Linked DNA regions of Mus musculus: region 1 is linked to region 2. The links are chromatin contacts, called in public HiChIP or PLAC-seq maps. All regions are on one chromosome and are shown on one strand. The core of a region is the stretch at or near the end of the contact, and the rest is flanking DNA. Distances in the headings are between cores, read along the strand shown. Region 1 overlaps Pum1 (pumilio RNA-binding family member 1). Region 2 has its middle 54 kb from the start of Nkain1.

Region 1 (4,123 bases), core at 1,463-3,962, 190 kb before region 2:
GACACTAATCATCAATATCTAAAATTGTTCACTTAATTGTTGTGAAGATTTTTGAGGAGGTAAGAGTACAAACATGGCCCTACTACAGCTAACTGCTTGCTCCGAGGGCTCTACCTGCGAGAGTGCCTACCACAGTTAACACTGTCCGCACAAGCACTGACTGAGCACAGTTACTCAAGCAGGAGCACAAACACAGCTAGGAGCCCCAGCTACAGAATATTAGACACCACTTCTATTAACTAACTCTGCACCACATCCACCTTTTCTAAGATTTTAAGAGAAAAAAAAAAACATTCATCTACTTTCAGAAGGAAAATCAAATTTCTTGACCTCTGTTAGGTTTAATAATACTTCAAAGAAACAGTGGCTGTAGTTACAGAGGAAAGTTCCTGAAGACTGCCATAATTCTTGGTGTGTTCATCAATTTTAATAAAATGTCTCCCTCTTGTTTCCTCTAGTTGTTTTTTTTTTAATATCTACTATTCCTCAGACAGGATTTCAGAAGTTTAAGATAATGTGTAATCACTAATTCTGAGCATAAACGGGCATACTGAAGATCTGACTTATGTAATACCAGAAATGGAATTCTAGCTTTCTGATAAAACACCAGAAAGCCCAAGAGATCTGCTCTCCTCCTGGACAGGTTTAACTTTCCAACTTATTTAGCTACTACATCTGAGCATAATAAAGAAATCAAAACTGTCTAAACCAAACCCCAGCTCTCCAGCCTCACTACTGCCATCTCAGCCTAGTGTTACCATATCCTCAAAAAGTCCCAAACTATTCCACAGCATAGGTTCCTACACAAACCCAAGATGGTTGCTACCTTTTTCAAATAGATCCCAACAAAAAGACTTTTTGGTCTGACATTGAGTTATGCAAGTGCTAAGCTGCCTCGAGGACAGGCAATTAAATCAAAGCATCAACCAAGTGTCCCTTAATGTTCTGGGGTCTATTAACTGGAGTGGGTTGGGAAGAGGAGGTAAAAAGAGAGGGAGAAACAGGTTGACCGAATAAAGCTGAGCAAAGAGACAGAAATCCCGGGACTAGATAATTCTGATTTGCCCTGGGAACTACTATTAAACTGTCCTTGGTCGTCTCCTCTTTCTTCTGATGCCAAACTTGTTTTTCAGTGGCAATTCCCCTCAGAAGCATCAATATCCACCAAACAGCTTCTTGGAAATGTATTCAGCGGCATCGGACATTAGCAAAATCATAGTCAAATTCCAGAAGAGATACCGAGAATATACAAGGGTCAATTAAACAAACAAAAAAAAAAACAAACAAAAAAAAAAAAAACTTCTGGGTGCTAGAAAAATGGCTCAGCTGTTACAATCACTAGGTGAGCTCCCAGAGGACCTGGGTTTGATTCCCAGAAACCACTTGGCCTTTTATAAGTGTCTATAACTCCAGTCCTGGGAGATCCAGTGTTCTCCTCTGACCTCCTCAGGTGCCAAGCTGCAGACACACATGTGGGCAAATCACTCACACACATAAACAAACTCCTATTCCCACATGGCAGCTCACAGCTGTCTGTGACTACAATCCCATATGCAGACAAAATACCAATACACATAAAATAAACTAAAAAGAACTTCTGTTTCCACTTTTTTCCCCTTTTCATCTTGTAAACCACCTATCCAAAGACTCCATAAAACTTCCTTACTCACTAGCTCTCTCCCAACATTCTACTTTTAAATAACAACATTCTCATTCTTATTTTGAAGAGGGTGAGACCAAATAGTACTCCCAATTTAGAACCCTCTATGCATACTAAAAGGAGCAACAATATTAGTACAAGAGTCCACATCTCTTACTGGTTAATTTTATGCTCTGTGAAATGGTGTAAAGAGCAAAAGTAATTAAAACCAGTCCTATGCTGTTGTGGTTTTTTTCCCCAACCTTTATCCTTCTTCACATAATTCAAGAATAGCCTAGACAAGTACCAGATTCAACATATAAACAGTCTTGCTATAATTTATCAAGTTGGTAACTAAAAGTAGCAATCTTTGAGCTCAAGGGGGTAAAGGGGACTTGTGGGATTCTGACATTGTTTACTACAGTCTATTAGGTTGTCATAACATGCAAAGTAGCAAGTGCAGGCAAGCAGATGAGAGCAGCAGCAAGACACACCTTCAAAGGGGAAGCAGTAGATGTCTCAGAGGGCACTTATAAAGGTGCTTGCCTCCAAACCTGACTACTTGAGTTCATCCCTGAAACCTACATATTAGAAGAGAGCCAAGTCCACATGCTGTCCTTCTCTCTCTCTCTCTCTCTCTCTCTCTCTCTCTCTCTCTCTCTCACACACACACACACACACACACACACCCACATCCACAAACACACATATGCACACAAATAAATAATGAAACAAATATTAAGAAAGTTAAGGTGGAGAGTCAACTTTCTATTAGTAACATGCATCAAGCCTCAAAGAAACACATCAAAAATATGTTCCTAGCTCACCAAGAGTCACCCAGTTCTCCTGCTACTAAAAATAGAAAACAAATACTAAGATGTTAGAGGTAACCCCCACAGTGCTAGAGCTCCTTATACAGATGAGGTGGAGGTCAGCTAACTGTTATCAATGAGAACAGCAGACACTATTTGGGCAAGTTCCCAAGAGATAAAACAAGGTGGGAGAGCAGAGTGCAGCATGCTGATTGGGGCCAGGCAGGGTACAAAGAGTGAGTTGCTTGGGTGCTCAGTAAACAGGAAGGCAATCCCTGAACCAAGGGATCTGGGCAAAGTCAAAAGCAAGCTTAGTTAAGTTCTTTAATATCTCAGAGTTCACATAGAACCTAGCCTTTCTCCCTTTACTATAAAATCTACTGTTTGTACTCAATGGTGGAAAGCAGCAGGGCTTTCCAATGACTCCAATGACCTAGTCCCAGCGTTCTGTAAAGAGGATCTTGATGGTGGGGTGCTGTGGGGTCACAACATCTACAGTGCCACAAACTACTTACTTCTATTTGCCCCTACTACCACCACTGCCCGGCTCACTCACTTTAGACAGCTGCTATGCTGTGAACTGTACTAGAAAGTGGCCCACCTGGCAAGGTATCAAGAGAGATCTCTACCCAACAATGCACTAGGAATTGAAGTCTTCATTCTAAGAGCCTGAAGGCCTGAATCCTGATATCAACCCCATGGATTTGAAAGAAGACTCTTCTCAGATAAAGTTGAGCATACACTCAGCACTGGTAGAAATCATGCATGAAGCTCATGCGAGACCGTATGAAGTTGTAAGACATAACAATGGCCTTCTGAGCTGTCTGGATCTGTTATACAGTGGATCCAATCACGACTATGTGGAAGTGTGTATTTTCAACTCTTGTGTTTTCTTTTAAGAAGAACGTCCCCATGGGTGGTGGTCCACACCTTTAATCTCAGCAATTGGAAGGCAAGAGGCAGGGTTATACAGAGAAACCCTGTCTTGAAAAGACAAAACACCAAAGCAACAAGAACAACAATACCCGTACTTCTCATCCCACTTCCATTACTGTGATTTTGACTTAGGAAAAAGTAGTTAATTAGCTCTGTCCACTTCATGTTCTCCCATACACTGGCTTAAACCCCTTCCACATTCAAAATAAGTAGCCTTTCCTGAAGCTGAGGGACAGCAGTGTTAACACTTTCAGCTTTATAGTCAGTCAACAAAAGTAAGGATATCTACCTTCAGAGCTAGGTAGCAACTTTATTACAAAACAAGATAAAGATTCAAGAGACATTTAAACTCAGCAAATACACCTCTGGGGGTAATTCTATCCACAGCATGAGGTATGGCATCCCCACAAGCCAAAATATTGATTGCCACAAACATGCAGTTGACAAACTTTCTCTTCAGCCAGCCCTAACTTCAATCACTACAAATTTAAATACAGCCAGCCTTAATTTATTTGAGATCGATCTCACTCACACACACACACACACACACACACACACACACACACACACACCCCGGTGTGTGTGTGTGATGCAGAGGCTCAGGGCACTCCAAGCCAGCATACTTTCTTTTCTTTGTGAGGCAGGTAAAGCCAGGCCTGCTGAGAACTCACTAAGTAACCCAAGCTGATTGACAACTCTAGGCAATCCTCCTGCTTCTGTTTTCAGGTGCTGAAAT
Region 2 (3,666 bases), core at 308-2,807:
CCCTGGGACCTAGCTGTGAAAAGAACTGCTGCCAGAAGTCAAGAGTCAGGTAGTGGGGAGCACTCGGGAGGCAAGAGGCAGAGACAGGCAGATCTCTGTGAGTACGAGGCCAGCCTCAACTACAGAGCAATTTTCAGGACAGCCGGGGCTGCTACGGAGAAAAGGGGGAAAAAGTTACCACGTACTCTCAGAGTGCCAAGCTAATGTCCTTCGGTCTTCCGCAGTGACCCTGTAGGGTGGTTTGAATAGGAATGACCTTCACAGACTGCAGAATATTGATGTGTTTGAGTACTCAGCCATAGGGAGTGGCACCCTTAGGAGGTATGGCCTTGTTAGAGGATGCATGTGTCACTGTGGAGATGGTCATATAGGCTCAGTGTATGCCAGTGGGGCACAGTCTCCTGCTGCTTGGCTCCTCCAGCAGCATGTCTGCCTGCACACTGCCATGCTTCTCACCATGACAATAATGGACTAAACCTCTAAGCTGTAAGCCAGCCACAAGTAAAGGTTTCCTTTTATGAGAGATGCCATTCCGTGGTCATGGTAAATCTTCCCAGCAATGAAACCTTAACCAAGACACTTTGTGAAGCAACTGCTATGTATATTTCCCCTCGTAGAGAAAGGAAAAGAAACCCAGGCATAATGATGTGGGTGGTAAAGTTCTTGGGAGGATAAATCCTGTTATATTTTCATATGTACACAGTTTCGGGGCTGGAGAGATAGCTCCCGGGTTGAGAGCACACTGGCTGCTCTTGCAGAGGATCCGATTTTGGTACCCAGAACCACATCAGGCAAATCACTGTTAGAGCTGCCTGTAACTCCAGCTCCAGAAGACCCAATGATTCTGACCTCTGTGGACACTTCAACTCACTTACATAGCCCACAAATAGAGACATACTTAAAAATTAAAAATAATAAAATAGATTTTAAAGGATATAGTTCTACATGAGACCTTGAATACTCTAGGACTCATTTGCCTGGCTTTCTTTTCCTTTCTATAGGAGGGGAAGTATACATAGCAGTTGCTTCACAAAGTGTCCTGTTAAATGTTTCATTGCTGTGAAGATTCACCATGACCGCGGCAACTCTTAAAAAAGAAAACACACTACATGGCACCCAGGACCCTAGTGCGGCCTGCAGGGCAGCAGGGCTGCTGCGGAGCTTGCTACCAGACTCCTCCAGGCCATCTGCTTGCTCGGTCTTCCCTCCCGCCCTTCCCCCACTTAGAGGACCTTGCCGCTCCCAGCCTTGGTTTTGCCCATCCCGCCAATTTTCTTCCCTCCAAGTCCATGCCTCCTTAGGGCAGAGGTCTAAAACTCCCGCCCATCTCTGCCTTCTGAGACAGAACACCACCTTCCAAAAACCTCTCTCAACCTCTCTTGGGGCCCCACCCTAGCTCCTCTTCTAGAAAAGAAGCAAACCTGCCTCATCTACCTCGGTTCCGCCCCTAGATAGGCCCCGCCCATCCGTTGCTCATCGCCACGCCCCTAGACGGGCCCCTGCCCCCACTATCCAATGCACTCGCTAGCTCGCTAGGCTCCGCCTTTTGGACCCGCCCACGACCGGCTCCTCCTAGACCCGCCCCCTGTGCTTCTCCAGCTCCTCCTGGCTCAGCCCCACCTAGACCCCACCCCGCTTCTTCTTTGTTCCCACTGGGAGCGGCTCCTTTTCGGGGAAATGAGGATTTCTTTCAGCTTGGCGGGTCTGAAGTCCAGTTCTCGCTGGTTCCGGGACGCCCGGGCATGCTCGGTGTAAGAGGTGTGTGAGGGCGCTGGGCCAGGCCTTCCTTTGTTCCCGACAACATTCACTAGAATGCCCAGCCCTCCTACCTGTGGAGTCCGGATTATGCAGCAAGGAAACTGATCGCCTTGTGACCCCTGGCCTGGGCCACCTGCTTCTTGCTGCAGGTGGGAGCAGAGAATTCTGTCCCGGTACGGATCGGAAGGGTACCCAGTGTGCTGGCTGCCGGCTCCTGCCTTCACATGATCTCCATAGAAAAAGCGAACTCCCGCCCCACGCCCCCACCATGTCCCTCAGTCCACCTCTTTCTTCTCTCACTGCCCAATTTATGTCCGGTCCTTGTCTCACCTCCTGTCTTTGATTTCTCAGACACAGCCACACCCTTACCTTCAGGTTTGCTTCTGAAATAATCCCTTAAGGGATTTTTCCAATTACTGTTTTAACAATCGAGCCATAATTGGATGGGAAAAAAAGGCTCTGCGATTAAAAGCACTTGCTGCTCTGGCGAAGAAGCCTAGTTCGGTTCCCAGTACTCATGTTACAGGCTCAGAACACGATTCCGTGAGTTTTCCCCTCCCGGGGAACTTTGTAACTTAGTTTCTCATTTTTATTTCTAATGTCTGAGGTGTTGGGGTTCATACCTTATGGATTTATGGATTGGGGTAAGGACTCCCATCACTGAGGTACATCCTAGCCCCGTTTTTCTTCACTTTGTGCATTCTCTATCAGGGGTGGGGAGGAAGCCAGAAGCGGTGTCAGGTTCCCTAAAATAAGTTACAGACACTTGTGAACTACTATGTGGATGCTGAAAATCAAACCCTGGTCTTCTGCAAGAGCAGTAAGTGTTCCTTTTTTTTTTTTTAATTTATTTTATGCATGTGAGTACACTGTAGCTGTCTTCAGACACACCAGAAGAGGGCATCAGATCCCATTACAGATGTTTGTGAGCCACCATGTGGTTGCTGGGAATTGAACTCAGGACCTCTGGAAGATCAGTCAGTGCTCTTACTAGGCTGAGCCATCTCTCCAGCCCCTATTCCTGTTTTTAAAGTTTAATTAATGCATTGTCCATGCCTGTTTGTGGGGTGCAGTGATATCTCAGTGTACATGTATAAAATATATCATGAGTTTTATAAATTTTTACAAGTGAAACTTCCTATAATTCGTGCCCTTATAAAAATACAGGAAGCCGGGCGTGGTGGTGCACGCCTTTAATCCCAGCACTGGGTAGGCAGAGGCAGGCGGATTTCTGAGTTTGAGGCCAGCCTGGTCTACAAAGTGAGTTCCAGGACAGCCAGGGCTATACAGAGAAACCCTGTCTCGAAAAAAAAAAAAAAAAAAAAAAAAACAGGAAAAATGTCCCCCAAATTAGAGTAAATAAATAAATTACTGGGGGCTGGAGAGATGTTCAGTGGATAAGAGCACTGGCTGCTCTTCCAGAGGACTGCAGTTTGATTCTCAGCTGCCCACATGGTGGTTCATGCCACTGTCTTTAGTTCTAGTTCCAGGGGATCTGATATACTCTTCTGGCCTTCTGGGCACTCTGCGTATGTTGTACACACACATAAACACCCATCCACATAAATAAAATGGAGCTTTGGGGTCCCTTTCCAGTGACTGTGCACCTCCATCCCCAGCTACTCCTCCAATAACTGTCACCATAGGGAAGGTGATTTTTATTTTATTTTATTTTATTTTATTTTTACATGTTTTGAGACAGAGTTTCTTTTTTTTTTTTCCATTTTTTATTAGGTATTTAGCTCATTTACATTGAGACAGAGTTTCTAACCCTCACTGTCCTGGAACTCACCATGCATGTAGTTCAAAGTGGTCTTAAACTCATAGAGCCTACCTCCAGAATGCTGGGATTAAAAGTGTGTATCATGCCGGGCATGGTGGTGCACGCCTTTAATCCCAGCACTCGGA

What was found. HiChIP or PLAC-seq counts read pairs in DNA pulled down with a chosen protein or histone mark.
Region 1: an H3K4me3 HiChIP or PLAC-seq map of fetal liver shows a contact between it and region 2, with 2.5 times the contacts expected there. The contact joins two enhancer-like sites. A contact is called at or near these places in 1 of 484 Hi-C or Micro-C datasets (bone marrow-derived macrophages) and 6 of 115 datasets of contacts at active chromatin or transcription factors (bone marrow-derived macrophages, embryonic stem cells, fetal liver and 1 more).

Annotation. Positions count from the first base shown.
Region 1 is chr4:130,713,835-130,717,957 of GRCm38.p6, reverse strand. All of the region lies in intron 3 of Pum1 (pumilio RNA-binding family member 1), which reads right to left. Among named protein-coding and RNA genes, the nearest start is that of Gm52489, 29 kb to the right of the region's middle. Within about 2 kb of position 2,712, at least 42 of the 459 cell types and tissues checked have an H3K27ac peak or open chromatin away from gene starts, as enhancers often do. A contact at or near this core is called in fetal liver, where this site is marked.
Region 2 is chr4:130,518,267-130,521,932 of GRCm38.p6, reverse strand. No RefSeq gene overlaps it. Among named protein-coding and RNA genes, the nearest start is that of Nkain1, 54 kb to the left of the region's middle. Within about 2 kb of position 1,557, at least 295 of the 459 cell types and tissues checked have an H3K27ac peak or open chromatin away from gene starts, as enhancers often do. A contact at or near this core is called in fetal liver, where this site is marked.